Regions from separate parts of the Mus musculus genome. Here all the other regions are linked to region 2. A link is a contact called in public Hi-C and HiChIP or PLAC-seq data. All regions are on one chromosome and are shown on one strand. The core of a region is the stretch at or near the end of the contact, and the rest is flanking DNA. Distances in the headings are between cores, read along the strand shown.

Region 1 (4,497 bases), core at 1,528-4,027, 270 kb after region 2:
TAGGACAGGGGTATTAAAGCCCACACCCACAGTGACACACCTACTCCAACAGGGCCACTCCCTGGGCCAAGCATATTCAAACATATTCAAACCATCGCACATGGTCTCATGCAGTCCAGGATTTCAAGTTTCCTGTGTGGCTGAGGAGCTGTCTCAAGCTCCTGATCCTCTTGTCTCTGACCCCAAAGTCTGGGATTTATAGGAATGTGTCACCACACCTGCCGAGTGATTGGACTTCTTCATGTCAAGTCTCCAGAGTTCTTTCTGTGTCCTGGATTATCAGACGTGGCCTAGGCACGTATATTCTCCCATCTTTTCTCTTTCATGATTCCTCAAACCTTTTGTTTATTTTTAGCCCTATAGGAAAAAAGGCAAAAGTACCAAATGTCACACAGACCCACCCCATGTTAATATTTTTTTGTCAAATCTACTTTGTCTCTTATGAGTTCTATTGATTTTTTTTCTTTTCTTTTCTTTTTGTTTTTGTTTTTTTGGGTTTTTTTTGTTTGTTTGTTTTTGTTTTGTTTTTTTGAGACAGATCTTCTCTGTGTAGCCCTGGTTGTCTGGAAACTCACTTTGTAAAGCAGGAGGCCTCAGACTCAGAGATCTGCCTCTGCCTCTGCCTCTGCCTCTGCCTCTGCCTCTGCCTCTGCCTCTGCCTCTGCCTCTGCCTCTGCCTCTGCCTCTGCCTCTGCCTCTGCCTCTGCCATGCTGCTATTAAAGGTGGGAGCCACCACCGCTTGGCTGAGCTTTATTGATTTTGCTGAATTATTAGAAGCAGTAAATAGTGTGTGCATCCCCTTAAATATTTTAGCACATGTCTCCTTCTAAACGTAGCTTCCACCTAGTCACAATGTATCATCTTTAAACTAAGAAACACAATATAACAGTTCAATAATAACAAACAGCATCCTGCATTATTAAGGTTTTGTGTGGTTCTAACAGTGCTTTTGAAACTTTTTCTGTCAGGATTATTTTTTTTAATTTTATGGGTATTTGCCTATATGTATGTCTGTGTACTCCTATGTGCGTGCCCTGTGAAGGCCAGAAGAGGGTGTTGGATGCTCTGGAATCGGAGTTCAGACAGTCTTGAGTAGCCATGTGGGTCTTGGGAATGGACGTCCTCTGGAAAAGCAGGCAGTGCTCTTACCCCATGAGCCATCTCTCCAGCCTCATAATCTAGGACAATCCCTTTGCTTTGTGTCCACGTTGACCAGTTCATATTGACCCAACTTTCCTAATAGTTCCTAATGAGCCACCTCCTATCTACAAGCTCTCGGCTTGGGCTTCCCGCCTCATTAGCATTGAGATCATTAAATCTGCAAGGTCACCTCCATCGCTTCAGAAGCAGGCCAGGTGAGAAAGTGTTGTAAGATGTTTGTGACTAGTGGCCCAACACAGCCAGTAGGGTGACTTATCTTCCGGCCCCGCCCTCCCAGTGATGTGTGCTCACCTCTTCTAGGTTGGGCATCACGCCCTGGAAATTCTGGATGAGTTTAAAGTGTAAATTCAGTTGACCAAGAGGTGTGAAATATCTTGCAATATTTGTTTTGTTAAGGCCTTTGGAAAAACACGTTTCTTAAAGAACAGCCCCCTCTATTTTCCTTCTTGTGCACTTCCGTGAGTGTTGGTCTATTCAAACTGAAGGGCAGATTTCCTTTGGCATGCGTGGTTCCGCTGACTGCTGGCCAAGGTCTCCATCATATGATTCAGACGCTGTTTATACTGGATACCTTACCTTAATTGCTCGGAGGCACTATACAGGAGAGTCTACTTATTTATTTTATGATATGAGTACACTGTCTCCAGATGTACCAGAAAAGGGCATTGAATCACCTTTTATAGATGATTTCAAGCTACCATGTGGTTGCTGGGATTTGAACTCAGGACCCCTGGAAGAGCAGTCAGTGCTCTTAACCGCTGAGCCATCTCTCCAGCCCTGAACTTTGTCTTTTAACAAGCTCGTGCTTACTGTGGTTTTGCTGCGTTTGTTATAGTTGCTCTCCCTTGTGTGGTGCTGGAACTCGAACTCACAGCCTTGAGCACGCTAAGGACAGCTTACTCGCAGTGTTTCAAGGATCAGGAGGATTAGGTGAAGTAGCACAACTCCATGAAGTACTAATTCTCTTAATCCCCCAACATCGATAAGGAAAGTGATCAAGGAGATGAAGCATCTTGTCACACGTCACATGGCTAACAAGTGACAGCAGGTTCTTGAGGCTGGCAGTGCAGGTTTAGATCCAGTGCGCTTCATTCAGGAATGTGCCGTGCCTAACTAACTGTGCAGGATCAAAGGGATCAAAGATGCTGTTTGGAGGCAGATGGCGTGCCACCCTGATACAGGTTTGACGTACTTACCAAACAAGTGATCTACTTAGATAGAGATCAAGATGGAAGAAGGGCACAAGTCACGATGGTGGATGCCTATAACCTCAGCACTGTGGGGAGAGGCACGAGGGTTCCGGGGACCAGGCCAGTCTGAGCTGCACAATGACAGTTTGTTGTCTCAAAAACAAACAAGGATGGAGATGGAGATGTGGCTCAGTGATGGAGATATGCCTCAGTGATGGGGTGTGGCTCAGTGATGGGGTGTGGCTCAGTGATGGAGATGTGGCTCAGTGATGGGGTGTGGCTCAGTGATGGAGATGTGGCTCAGTGATGGGGTGTGGCTCAGTGATGGAGATGTGGCTCAGTGATGGGGTGTGGCTCAGTGATGGAGATGTGGCTCAGTGATGGGGTGTGGCTCAGTGATGGGGTGTGGCTCAGTGATGGGGTGTGGCTCAGTGATGGGGTGCTTACCTCACATGCACGTGACTCTGGTTCCTTCCTAGGCACTGCAAACACAATCCAGAAAAACAAAACAAAACAAAAAAAAGAAGTCCATCTTTCGTAATCCATCGAGTGTTCTAAGTTGGTCCTTAAAGGAATCGCATTTTGGCAACTTTAGACTCCCTGCTTGTTCTGGAAGTTCACCAGCCTTCATTCAAGACTCTGGCTTGCCTGACCTTAGAGTGAAAGACTTTATGGCCCAAACTCAGGAAGGAGGAACGCAAGAATAGTCGGGTTCCTCTTCAGAGCAGCTTCCAGGGAAACTTGCAAGTTAAAGTTCTTCTAATAAAAATAAATATCAACAAGGATGGGCAGACCCCAAATACACACTTTTTCAGGGGAGGATTAGTGGCTTGAAATGAACCTAGTCATAAATTAGAACAGTTTGCACCTATAGACACCAGTCTGAAATAAGAACGCCAGTGGGCAGCTGGTGAGATGGCTCAGCAGGTAAAGGGACTTGCCCTGTGAGCCTAGAAACCAGAGCTCCACCTCTGGGTCCCATGAAAGGTGGAGGGAGACCACCCCCACACGGTTGCCCATATCCTCTGCATGTTCATGCACTGTGGCGTGCAAGTCTCTGTCCCTCACTATAGTAATGAGAGAGATGGGGGAGGGGGAGAGAGAACAGAGAGGAACACCAGTCAAACTAGAAGGACCACGACATCACTGCCATGGGGAGGGAGATCCCCCAGTTTCTTCTGGTCTCAGCTTCCACGGTAGTCTCTCAGTTCTTGCGATCCCCCAAGAGAAGAATTCAACAGAACAGAACACAAGCAGTCGTCAAATCAAATAGTTGAGATTGTAGTCAGAACTGGCAAGGAAGCAATGCATCATCAAAGACACTCCACTTTGCAACAGATGGAGACCGTTACAGAAAACCACAACCAACCAGAGTGCAGAGAACAAGGGAGCCTGTGGTGCCCGGCCCCAATACATCTCTATGGCAACTCCTGCATGCAAGGCTTGGGAATCATTGAAGAAGAGGGGGCAGAAAGATTGTAAGAGCTGGAGGAATGAGAAACGTGCTTTGAGATGGGAAACAGTACCCATGAAATCTCAGCAATATGGTTGCCTAGATAAGACCTAGACAAGGATGACACCAAGAGACACTCGAACTTGAAAGGGGGGAACCTTACTGAGCAACACTGCTGGACAGGAACTACAGACAACCTAAGAAGGCTGAGAATGAGAAAAATAGTCTTCCCTAAGGAGGAGCCCCTGTCGGTTATCTAATACCAAGTGATATGGTATACATATCAAGTGAAACGATACACATATAAGCATGGTAGAATTTTAATATTGATCAAAGAAAAAGAGGCCATGAATTTGAGATAAAATACGGTGGGGAGGGCTTAGAGGTTCTGAAGAAGCAGAAGAAGAAATGATGTAATTGCTTTAATTTAAAAAGAAGTTTGTTTGTTTTTAAGCATATACTCTTTTAAAAATAAGAGGTCCTGATCGGGGGGCTGGTGAGATGGCTCAGTGGGTAAGAGCACCCGACTGCTCTTCCGAAGGTCCTGAGTTCAAATCCCAGCAACCACATGGTGGCTCACAACCATCCATAAGGAGATCTGACTCCCTCTTCTGGAGTGTCTGAAGACAGCTACAGTGTACTTACATATAATAAATAAATAAATAAATAAATAAATAAATAAATAAATAAAT
Region 2 (4,610 bases), core at 468-2,967:
CAACGAAAAGCTACAGTTATAAAAAAGAGGCCTACAAAGTAGTTCCTCGTTGAGGTCAAAAAAGTTTAACCTCTCCAGGCACTCGGAAGGCAGAGGCAGAGGCAGAGGCAGGCGGATCTCTCTGAGTTCGAGGCCAGCCTCGACTACAGAATGAGTTCCAGAACAGCCAGGGCTACACAGAGAAACTCTGTCAGCAGTAATTAAAATCCTACGACAATTTGCTTTTCTTTTCTAACATTTAAGCCAAAAGCACAGTCATTCTTGAAAAACGAAGCAGTAAGGATTTAAGAGTTTTCACTGTTTCGTTCAAGTCTTATATCCCTAGTCATAAACAATGGAGGGAAAACGCCATACAAACCAATGGCATTTTATTCAGGTTCTCATCCGTACCTTAGAATTTTTTAATATGGTGGGGTGTAAATTTGAAAACCGTGAATATAGGAAATGCACTAAAAAAAAAAAAATATTTAGAGGGCAGTAAGAGGCTAGACGATCCAAACCCTGGCAAGCAGACCCTTCCAAGGATATTTATTCATCATGAGACGCTGGTTCTAGGCATCCCAGGCGGGTGAGACCGGAAAACCTTACACGTCTCACTTTCTCCAGCCTTTCAAACCGTGAAGTCGAGCCCACAGGGCAAACACTTCGCTTTCAAACTACAGTCACGTTCACAACGACTTGTCAGGCACGCTACCCAGGATTCCGATTCCGAGTGGCCGGTCTCCCTTTCAGTCTCTCCGGTCTGTTAAGCTAGGATACCACCATCTTTTTTGTTCTGTCCAGCCACCGCGCTCCCAAGTCTTTGGCGCAAGCCATTTATCCTCTCCGATATTTCGCTTCACAAAGGCCAAGGACTGGGCCTCGGAGGCACTGCAAACCCTCGATGACCAAGGCGGGCCGACGCACCGACTTTTAAATGCGATCGGTGGCTCCAAAAGTCAGATGACTTGTTGCGGATGGAACCAAACCTAAGCAGCCTTCCCTTAAGGGGACCGGCGAGCAAGGAACCGGGCGCCACGCCGAAACCCGTCGCAAAGGCGAGCGGGAGCCCAGGGAGAGCGGGCGCGCGGGATACAAAGGGCTGTGAACGCGGCCTTCCATGAGGCGACCGTGCGCGGACAGAGACACAAAATGGAGCGGCGGGAGGAGGAATCGGAACCCGAGGCGGCAGGGCCGGGATGGAGGCGGCGGGCGAGCGCGCGGCCGGGCCAGGGCTTCCCCTCTGGCCGGCCGCGGGGGAGGGGGCGCGGCGGCCCGTTCTCCCCGCCCCGCACACGCGGCCTAGCTCGGCGGGAAGCGCCCGCCACCGAGCCAACAATGGAGCGGGAGACCGTCCGGAGGAACCGGGCGGGCGGCTGCAGGGCGACCGGGCCCCGCGCTCCAGAGCCCCGCGGCCCGCAAAACGACGCGCGAGAACAAGGGCTGAGGGGCCGTCGCGCACGGCGGCGCGGCCCGGAGGCGCCAAGGGCGCACGGTCTGCAGCGAAGCCGGCTCGCGGCCCGCGGCGGCCCTGGTCAGCCGGGCGTCCGGGCCGCGGCACAGTCTGCGGCGGCGGCGGCGGCGGAGCCCGGACCCTCACGTACCTGGTTGAACTCTTCACCCACATCCGCGTAAATGTCTATGTGGTCCACACCGTCCGCCATCTTCCCTCGGCCTCGGCCGCCGCCGCCGCCGCCTCCTGCAGGTCGGCCCGCCGAGGCAGCAGCAGCGGATCTGGCGGTGGGGGCGGGGCGCCCTACGTCACTTCCGAGGGGCGGAGACCAGGGCGCAGCGGCCCGCTGCTGGTGACGGGGGACCCCGCCGAAGGTCCGCGGCGGTTCCGAGGCGCTAACTCGTTCCTTTGTGTGCAGGATTAAGCCGCGGCTGGGGCAGGGGCGTGATTTCCTGTGCTACCCCGCCATACCGCATGCCATGGAACCCGCTTGTTTTCAGAGACTGTCTTTTCAAACTGCTTCTGGCACTATTTATCTATCTACATATCTATAGATGAGAGATCTATCTAGTGAGAGATATAGATATATATACATCTATATAGAGAGAGATAGATATTTATATATTTGCGTTTTCATTTTTTTCCTACTTTTTTTTTTTTTTTTTGCTTCCAAGGTTTCGAGAGATGAGAGTTATGTGTACGCAATTAAAAGCGAGATATGATGTCCTGGCCAATGTCTTATTCTTGCTTCTTCAGACAACTGAATTTTTTGAGTTATTTGCATATAGCATATTTGCATCTCTTATCTTTATGCAGTTGTAAGCATCTTTTCCGCTCCTTCCTTCACATCCTCCTCTTCCCCCTTCCTCCCCCATTGCCCTTGCTTTTACCTTTTTATCTCTGTTGTAGGTTTTCTCCAGCCATCGTTCAAAGGATTCTATCCTCATTTTTAGAGCACGTACAACAGAGCAGATGTATCCTAAATCAACGAACTCCTGGATTCAGAATGCTGAGCTAGAAGGGAAATTAAAACGGTGGCTTGAGGTCCAAACATCCCGTTTTACAGATGAGAGAACTAAGGACTCGTAGAGCATAAGTTATTTAACTGGGGTTACATGGCTCGTAAAAGTGCACACCTTTTGACGCCGATATATGATTCAGAGATCTCTCTCCATTTCCAACGGCTCCACCTATTTCTTTCCTTCCCGTTCAAAAACTCACCAGGTCACTCAGCTGCCTGTGTGCTTGATATAAATTCAGTTCCCACAGCGCTCTCAAGGAGCGTAGAGAGAACCGAACCAAATCCTCTTAAGTAGTCCTCTGATCTACTCAGCACCTCTGACTGCTCTCACTTCCAGCCCCACCCTGCCAAACAAATTAACAAAAAAGCAAAACAATAACCAAAATAATAATAATAACAAAAATACCAGATGCAGACTGGTCTGAAATCATCAAAAACCTAAAGAAACATCTATGCTTGAGATGTCTGTAAAATCTTGGTTGCAGTCACAGAGACTAATCTCTTAATCTGAATAAACATTTCTTTAAATTCCTTTTTTATACATCGGGGTGTTTTGCCTGCATACAGTCTGTGTACTACACATGTGTGCAGTGTCCTGGGAGCGCGCAAAAAAGGACATCAGTCGACTAAGACTGGTATTAGACAGGTTTATGAACCACTACATGGGTGCTGGGAATCAGACCCTGACCCCGGAAGAGAATCCAGCGCTATTGACCACGGTACAAACGGGACTTAACGATGGCCACCGCTGTTGAAAAATCCTAGACTCTAAATTTTGTTTACTTAGAGGTCAAATGCATGCGGGGCAATGATGGCCCACGCCTTTAATCCCAGCACTTGGGAGGCAGAGGCAGGCAGATTTCTGAGTTCGAGGCCAGCCTGGTCTACAGCGTGAGTTCCAGATCAAGGGCCACAAAGAGAAACCCTGTCTCAGGGAAAGGAAAAAAAAAAAAAAGTCAAATGAATGCTGAGTAGCGGTGGTCCCAGGGCTACACAGAGAAATTCTTGTCTCAAAAACCAGAACCAAAATAGTCAAAAACTCAGCTTTATCCCTCAGCTACATTTTGAGATCTGATAATTCCCTCAACAGCAGACTCACTCTTACTATAGAGGCCCCATCCTTTCTACTTCTCTGCCAGGTGATTGCTCACACACTATCTTAAGAATGTTTTGATGTCAGGCAGTGGTGGCATTCGGGAGGATGAGGCAGTTGGGGTCTCCAAAGTTCGAGGCCTGCCTGATCTACAGAGTGAGTTGTTCCAGGACAGCCAGGGCTACACAGAAGGACCCTGTCTCAAAAAGACCTAAATAAATAAATAAATAAATAAATAAATAAATAAATAAATAAATAAAATGTTTCCATTTTTTTTCAATTGTAACTTCAGAGTACCTTTTTACTTAGCAATTTTCAAAATTTAAAATATTTGTGGCTCTTGCTTCTTTTGTCTCTTACTCACTTACTCTTGCCTCTCTCCCCATTCCCTTCCCTCCCCCACCCCCTTCACGTGGCCATGGCCAGCCTCTACCTCTCTCCATCTCTCTGCCTTTCTCTGCCTCTACTACCCTCTTTTCTTTTTTTTTTTTTTTTGTTTTTTGTTTTTTGTTTTTTGGGTTTATTTTTGTTTTGTTTTTCGAGACAGGGTTTCTCTGTATAGCCCTGGCTGTCCTGGAACTCACTTTGTAGACCAAGCTGGCCTCAAACTCAGAAATCCGCCTGCCTCTGCCTCTGCCTCTGGTGGGATTAAAGGCGTGTGCCACCACCACCCGACTTCATCTCAATTTCTTGATGGAGGTTCTAAAATCTTTTTGTCTCAAGACTACATAGTACAGAAAGTCCAAATGTCCTTAGGAGAAATGCAATAGGAAGTTACATGTTGCACATAAATGGCTTTTTCACCTCCCTGTGTTATTTTCCTATTGCTACTGTAACAACTTAGTAACAATGTTAGAGACCAAAACAATACAGATTTTTTTTTTTATCCTCAATTCTAGAGGTCAGAAGCTCAATATAAGTTTTACAAGGCTGCTTCAGTTATTTTTTTTTTCTGTTGCTGTAATAAAACACTCTAACCAGAAGCAATTTAGGAAAGAAAGGGTATATTATTCAGAGTTCTCTAGAGTAAGAGAATTTGTAGAATGACTCTCTTTAAATCTCTA
Region 3 (4,979 bases), core at 1,017-3,516, 470 kb after region 2:
TGAACTTTCATCTGAGTGTCTATGTAACAGCGACATGCTAGTCATTTGAGGCATGCAGAAGAAATCTACCCCTTCCTTGGACCTTACAACTTGGTAGAACAGAGAAACACACACAACAGTAACAGAAGACAGGAAGTGATACAAGCCACGGAAAGAACAGTGGTAAGACAGACAGAAAAAGAAGAAAGACACGTTCATCATTTCTGTGTCCCAGACCACAGACTAAAAATTAAGCCGGCTTAGCATGGGGCCCTTCAGATGTTAATCTGAGGTTCGATACATTATAGCACAAGCAACTATATGTCCTTTTGATTTTACTTTGCAGCTTCCACAGATAAGGTCACTGAACTTCTGTGTCAAACAAGAAAGTACAAGGGAATATAATGTACTACAGAGATTAAAAGTATGGATATCAAACAAGACTGTCATTTGGGATTCTGTGTCTCTAAGTTAAAATTATTTCCTCCTCGGAGTATTAACTTCCTCTAACCAAAACCAGGGGATGAAACTACCTAAGGGGTTGACGTATTCCATACCATTTAGCTAACTATGGCACTCTTGGAGAAGAGAGCATAATGGGACCAATAATCTCTACCAAGATGTAATTCACAATTAAAAAAAAAAAAAAGTCACATTGCTTCCTGTGGATTGTCCTTTATGGATAGACCACGGCTTTACAAATCAGCAGACTCAGGTAATTGGTTATCTATTTTAGGCCTTAGTTTCCTCCTCATGAAACGACAGGGTGGGACCAGATGATTTAAAGAGTCTCTTTCCGGCCCTAAAAAGCCCCATGACTCTATTATGACTTAATACACTGACTTCATATCAGGCTTTAAGAGTGGTAAGGGCTTTAAATTAAAAGAATTTCTCCATTCAATTAAGTTACTTCTTGCTAAGATAAACTCCTTTCAGGCAAGTCTCGACAACGTTCTAATTATACAAAAGAAAACTGAAAAAAAAATGAATTTACAAGCTAGAGGCACTCGGTATATATTAATACACACTGCCAGCAAAGCAAACATTTCAACGAGACTCAATTGATTTTTAAAATATTGAAAAGTCCAGCCTGCATCGTAATGTCAACTTTCAACTTAGTAAAAAAAAAAAATGTGAGTTCCTATTACTGTAATAAAGAAGTGCTTGTATGCACACGAGTCGAGAGTCGCAGGGCCAAAATATCTTTCTAAAGCATTGGGGGGTGGGAGGGGGCAAGCGAAAGGAAAGCAATCCCATCTGCTCAAAACTCTTAAGCGAAGATGTTTCTTCCAAAGGCATCTTCTCCTCCCGCCCCCCTCCACCCCAAGGAAAATCCCGAGGGCCTAGTTCCCAAATTCACGGCGCTGATAAGTCAGTTTCAGAATCAGACACCTCGAGATGGCGAAAAGAAAAAAAAAAAAAAAAGGAGAAGAGGACAAACTTCCTGGATTTTTCTCTCTGCAAGAGAAAAAGAGATTTCCTCTTGCTGACGAAGGAAAGGCCCCTTTAACATTTTTTTTTTCCCTCTGCACGGTGGCGGCTGCCAGACTAGGTGGGGCTCGCTCCGCTGCCTTCCTCCTGCCACTTCCCGCAACAAATGAAGCAAGCCAGCCCCGATCCGGGCAAACTTTTTCCCTGTCAGGCTCGAGCCCGCGGGGCGCCGGGGAGTGGTCCCCCCGCCCCCCCTCGCGACGCTGCTCCGCCCGCCCGGCCCCGGGCTGGGAGAAGCCCGGGTGTCCGCAGAGGACAACTTTCTGGTTTCCGCTCTAACTTCCACCCACCGCCGAGGCGGGGAGCGGGGCGCGGCGGGGAAGGCTGCGGGGGCCTCGGGCAGGCGGGTGGGGGCTCCTCGGGCGCTCACTTCCTCCGCCATATTTCAGACATTTGACCCCTTCCGCAAAGCGCGCTGCTCCCCCGCCGCGGCCGCGGTTCCTCCCCGGCCGCCCCGAGGCGGCGCGCCCCGCCGAAGCGAGCGAGGGACTCGGGGGGCCCCCCGCCAGCCACCTGCCGCGCGCCCGGGCCACCCTCGCCGCCGCGGGGGCCATCGGGCTGCCCCGCCCGGTCCGCGCCGCACCCCACCTCTCCCCTCAGCCGGCGCCCGGCCCCCCGCCAGCCTCGCGGCCACGCACGCACCCCGCGCCCACCTCTCGCGCTGTCACCGGGTCGCCGCCGTCGCCCTCGCCGTCGCCGCGCGTTCCCTTCGGGTCGCTGCTCCCGGCGCCACGGCGGTCTCTGCCGCTGCCGCCGTCGCCGTCGCCGCCGCCGCCGCCGCTCGGGCTGCTTTCCACGCCTGACTCTGGGCGAGGTTTGGCGGTGTCGCCTTGACGTCAGGCGTTCAGCCTCGCTCTCGCTTCCGCCCGCGGGCGGGGCGCGCAGGAGCGCAGCCCGGGAAGGGGCGGGGCCGAGGCGGGCCCTGGCGGAGGGGGGCGGGGTCTCGTCGTGCTCGCCTCGCAGTGGGCCTCGCCCCGGCTCTCGGTCGCCGGCTCCGGCCGTGGCCCTTCTCCCCTGCCCTGCGTCTCGTTGCTGCGGTCGGCCTCGCCCCCCGCTGGCTGGGCTGTCCGACATAATCGGTGTCAGCCTCAGCGGAGCGCATCCGTTTCGACCCCAGCGGGTAACGGGGAGCTCAGGGGCTTGGAAACCTCTGACGCCTTCGCGGGGCCTCCGAGTGCACAGTCGCCAACGCCCCCAGACCGTCGGTGTTCGCGTGGTCCTTTGTGCTGGGGAAGTAACAGAGCAGCAGTTCCCACTCCCAGAGCGCGAGGGCAGCTTTTCATTTTTCAAATGGCCTTTCTTTAGGTTTGACAAGTATTTCAGCCTGTGGTGTGTTAAGCAGGGCCAGCTGTCCAAATTACCCTGCCAGACGCAGTTCGCGAATGGAGGATTCCAAAGCATGCTTATGGCCTGTGCCTAAGTGAACAGTTTATAGAATTAAAATAATTGGTTCATGGAAGAGCATGCCTGGGGCGCCTTCATGACTTTATAGATTACTCATAGATGTCAGTCTATGATGTGACTCCGAAAAGCTCTGTCCAAAAATGACTTGTTCCAAAGAGCACAAGAACTTACATCGATCTAGGTAATTAGAATATTTTCTCACCATCACCTTTAATATGAGAATCATGCTATCAGAGCTTTGTTTGGAAGACTTTGTTTCTGCTCTGATTACGCTCTCTTCATTGCGTGGTCCTGGCTGGCCTGACCTTGCTATGTTGACCAGCTTGGCTTTCATCTCAGATACACCTGCCTCTACGTATGGAGTGCTGGGGATTAAAGGCATGCGCCACCACTGCCAGCGAGGGAAAAGGTTTTGATGAACAAAACTTGAGAGGAAAGTACTGAAAGGAGTAGGCAATTTAGCTGGCCCTCCCTGTACAAATTATTCTGGAAATTTAACGAACCCTAGAAGAGAAATGGAGACGTGACCACTACGCTAACCTGAGTTAAGTGAGCGAGTAAGAAAGAATTATAGCTGGGTCTCAGGATGCCAGTCTGTAAGAGCACACCTCTTTCTTCTGCAGACTGAGCAGGAGGTGGCTCCTTGCAAATTCTAGGTTGCTGAGGCCACAGAGTAAGTTAAAGCCAACCTAAACGGTTTTGTGAGATTCTCAAGAAGTTAAAAAAAGGGGGGGGGCATAGCTTAATGATCCAGTACTTGTCTAGCAAGTGTCCGAGTGTAGTAGGTTCAACCTTTAGAACAACAAAAAAAGAAAAAACCCATAATTGACAGTTGTGTGTGCTTCTGCACGCTTGTGCCCTCGCCTGTGGGCACACAGAAGCCAGAGGTGAACAGGTTATTTTCTGTCGCTCTCCACTTAGTTGTTTTGAAACAGGGTCTCTCACTGAACCTCACCAATTAGGCTTGAGTGGCTGGCCACCAATCTCAAGGGAGTCTCCTGTCTCCATTCCCACCACTCTGGATTCTTATGTGACTGCAGGGGGACTGAACTGGAAACCCCGGTTCTCCTGCCTGGGTAACAAGCCCTTTGTCCTGCTGAGCCCTCCTCCTCCCTGACAAGTTTTTGATAGCAGCGTTTTCCAGCTGCTTCATGGTTTGTATTACTTAAGTATTACCTATTTCAATAATTGTTATTTTCTCAGAACAACATTTTAGTGGCGGTTTCAAAGGCAAGTTTTGGAACAATCTGTTGGTATTGTCAATTATTCATGAATAAATTGCAATTTCCATTTTGCTCTTACCAATTACATATATACTCTGTCTTCACGTATAGCAGAAAAGAGCATCAGATCCCATTATAGATGGTTGTGAGCCACCATGTGATGGCTGGGAATTGAACTCAGGACCTCTGGAAGAACAGCCCATGCTCTTAACCACTGAGCCATCTCTCCAGTCCCCTATTTTATCAGTTATTGAAGGAAGATTTGACATGTCTCAAAGACTGACATTTTGAGCCAGGGTACTGATTACCAATGGGCTGTTTTGGTTTTATTTTTTTCTTTGTTTTAAACACTTTGACATTTGGGCAATTGCTTTTTTCCTTTGAAAGCCAGAGTTTGTGGCGTTGTTTAAGCCAAAACACTTTTATCATCTCACTAGGCTGATAACCATTGCATCTCTTATTAAATCATGATCAGCGTATAGAGCCCCCCAGAATGGACTCACTTTTGAATTTGAACCCCTTGCCCTATTTACCTGACAGACCAGGATATTGTCCGCTGGCAGCTTCAGTTTAACTTGTATGCAAACCAAACTCATTACCATTGTCACCAAACCCGTTTTCTCTCCCTTTCCTTTGCTAATCGTACCTCCTTCTTTTCAAGTCACCCACTCTTCAAGCCTGTCACCCTCCTCTGCCCTCCCCCCTCCTCTACAATGATTCATCCACTGGTGCATCTGTGAGCAGAGGTTGGACCAAGTCTTCCAGGCTCCTCTTGATACAACTCGGCTCCTGGACCTTTGCAGCCTAGGAGGTTCGAGCTGCCTACTGTGACCCATTTTACACATTGTTGCTAGATAAATTATCTTAAAGCTTGCTCAGTAA

The links. Hi-C and Micro-C count contacts between places; a contact is called where the count stands out from the background. HiChIP or PLAC-seq counts read pairs in DNA pulled down with a chosen protein or histone mark.
Region 1: an H3K4me3 HiChIP or PLAC-seq map of the 230-238 cell line shows a contact between it and region 2, with 14 read pairs. The contact joins the enhancer-like site here to the promoter of Cpsf6 in region 2. A contact is called at or near these places in 1 of 39 promoter capture datasets (pre-B cells), 1 of 484 Hi-C or Micro-C datasets (B cells), 12 of 115 datasets of contacts at active chromatin or transcription factors (the 230-238 cell line, the SCID.adh cell line, craniofacial prominence and 8 more) and 3 of 9 other capture datasets (adipose tissue, liver and pancreatic islet).
Region 3: a Hi-C map of muscle stem cells shows a contact between it and region 2, with 5 times the contacts expected there. The contact joins the promoter of Rap1b here to the promoter of Cpsf6 in region 2. A contact is called at or near these places in 4 of 39 promoter capture datasets (the 3T3-L1 cell line, 3T3-L1-derived adipocytes, erythroid cells and 1 more), 1 of 484 Hi-C or Micro-C datasets (muscle stem cells), 2 of 115 datasets of contacts at active chromatin or transcription factors (effector CD8 T cells and memory CD8 T cells) and 1 of 9 other capture datasets (liver).

Annotation. Positions count from the first base shown.
Region 1 is chr10:117,648,519-117,653,015 of GRCm38.p6, forward strand. All of the region lies in intron 2 of Cpm (carboxypeptidase M), which reads left to right. Among named protein-coding and RNA genes, the nearest start is that of Gm25709, 12 kb to the right of the region's middle. Within about 2 kb of position 2,778, at least 48 of the 459 cell types and tissues checked have an H3K27ac peak or open chromatin away from gene starts, as enhancers often do. A contact at or near this core is called in the 230-238 cell line, B cells, the SCID.adh cell line and 2 more, where this site is marked.
Region 2 is chr10:117,375,256-117,379,865 of GRCm38.p6, forward strand. It overlaps Cpsf6 (cleavage and polyadenylation specific factor 6), which reads right to left and starts at 1,718. Exons shown (of 10, transcript NM_001013391.2): 1 at 1,584-1,718. The coding sequence starts at 1,643.
Region 3 is chr10:117,843,708-117,848,686 of GRCm38.p6, forward strand. Rap1b (RAS related protein 1b) reads right to left here and starts at 2,267. Exons shown (of 8, transcript NM_024457.2): 1 at 2,124-2,267.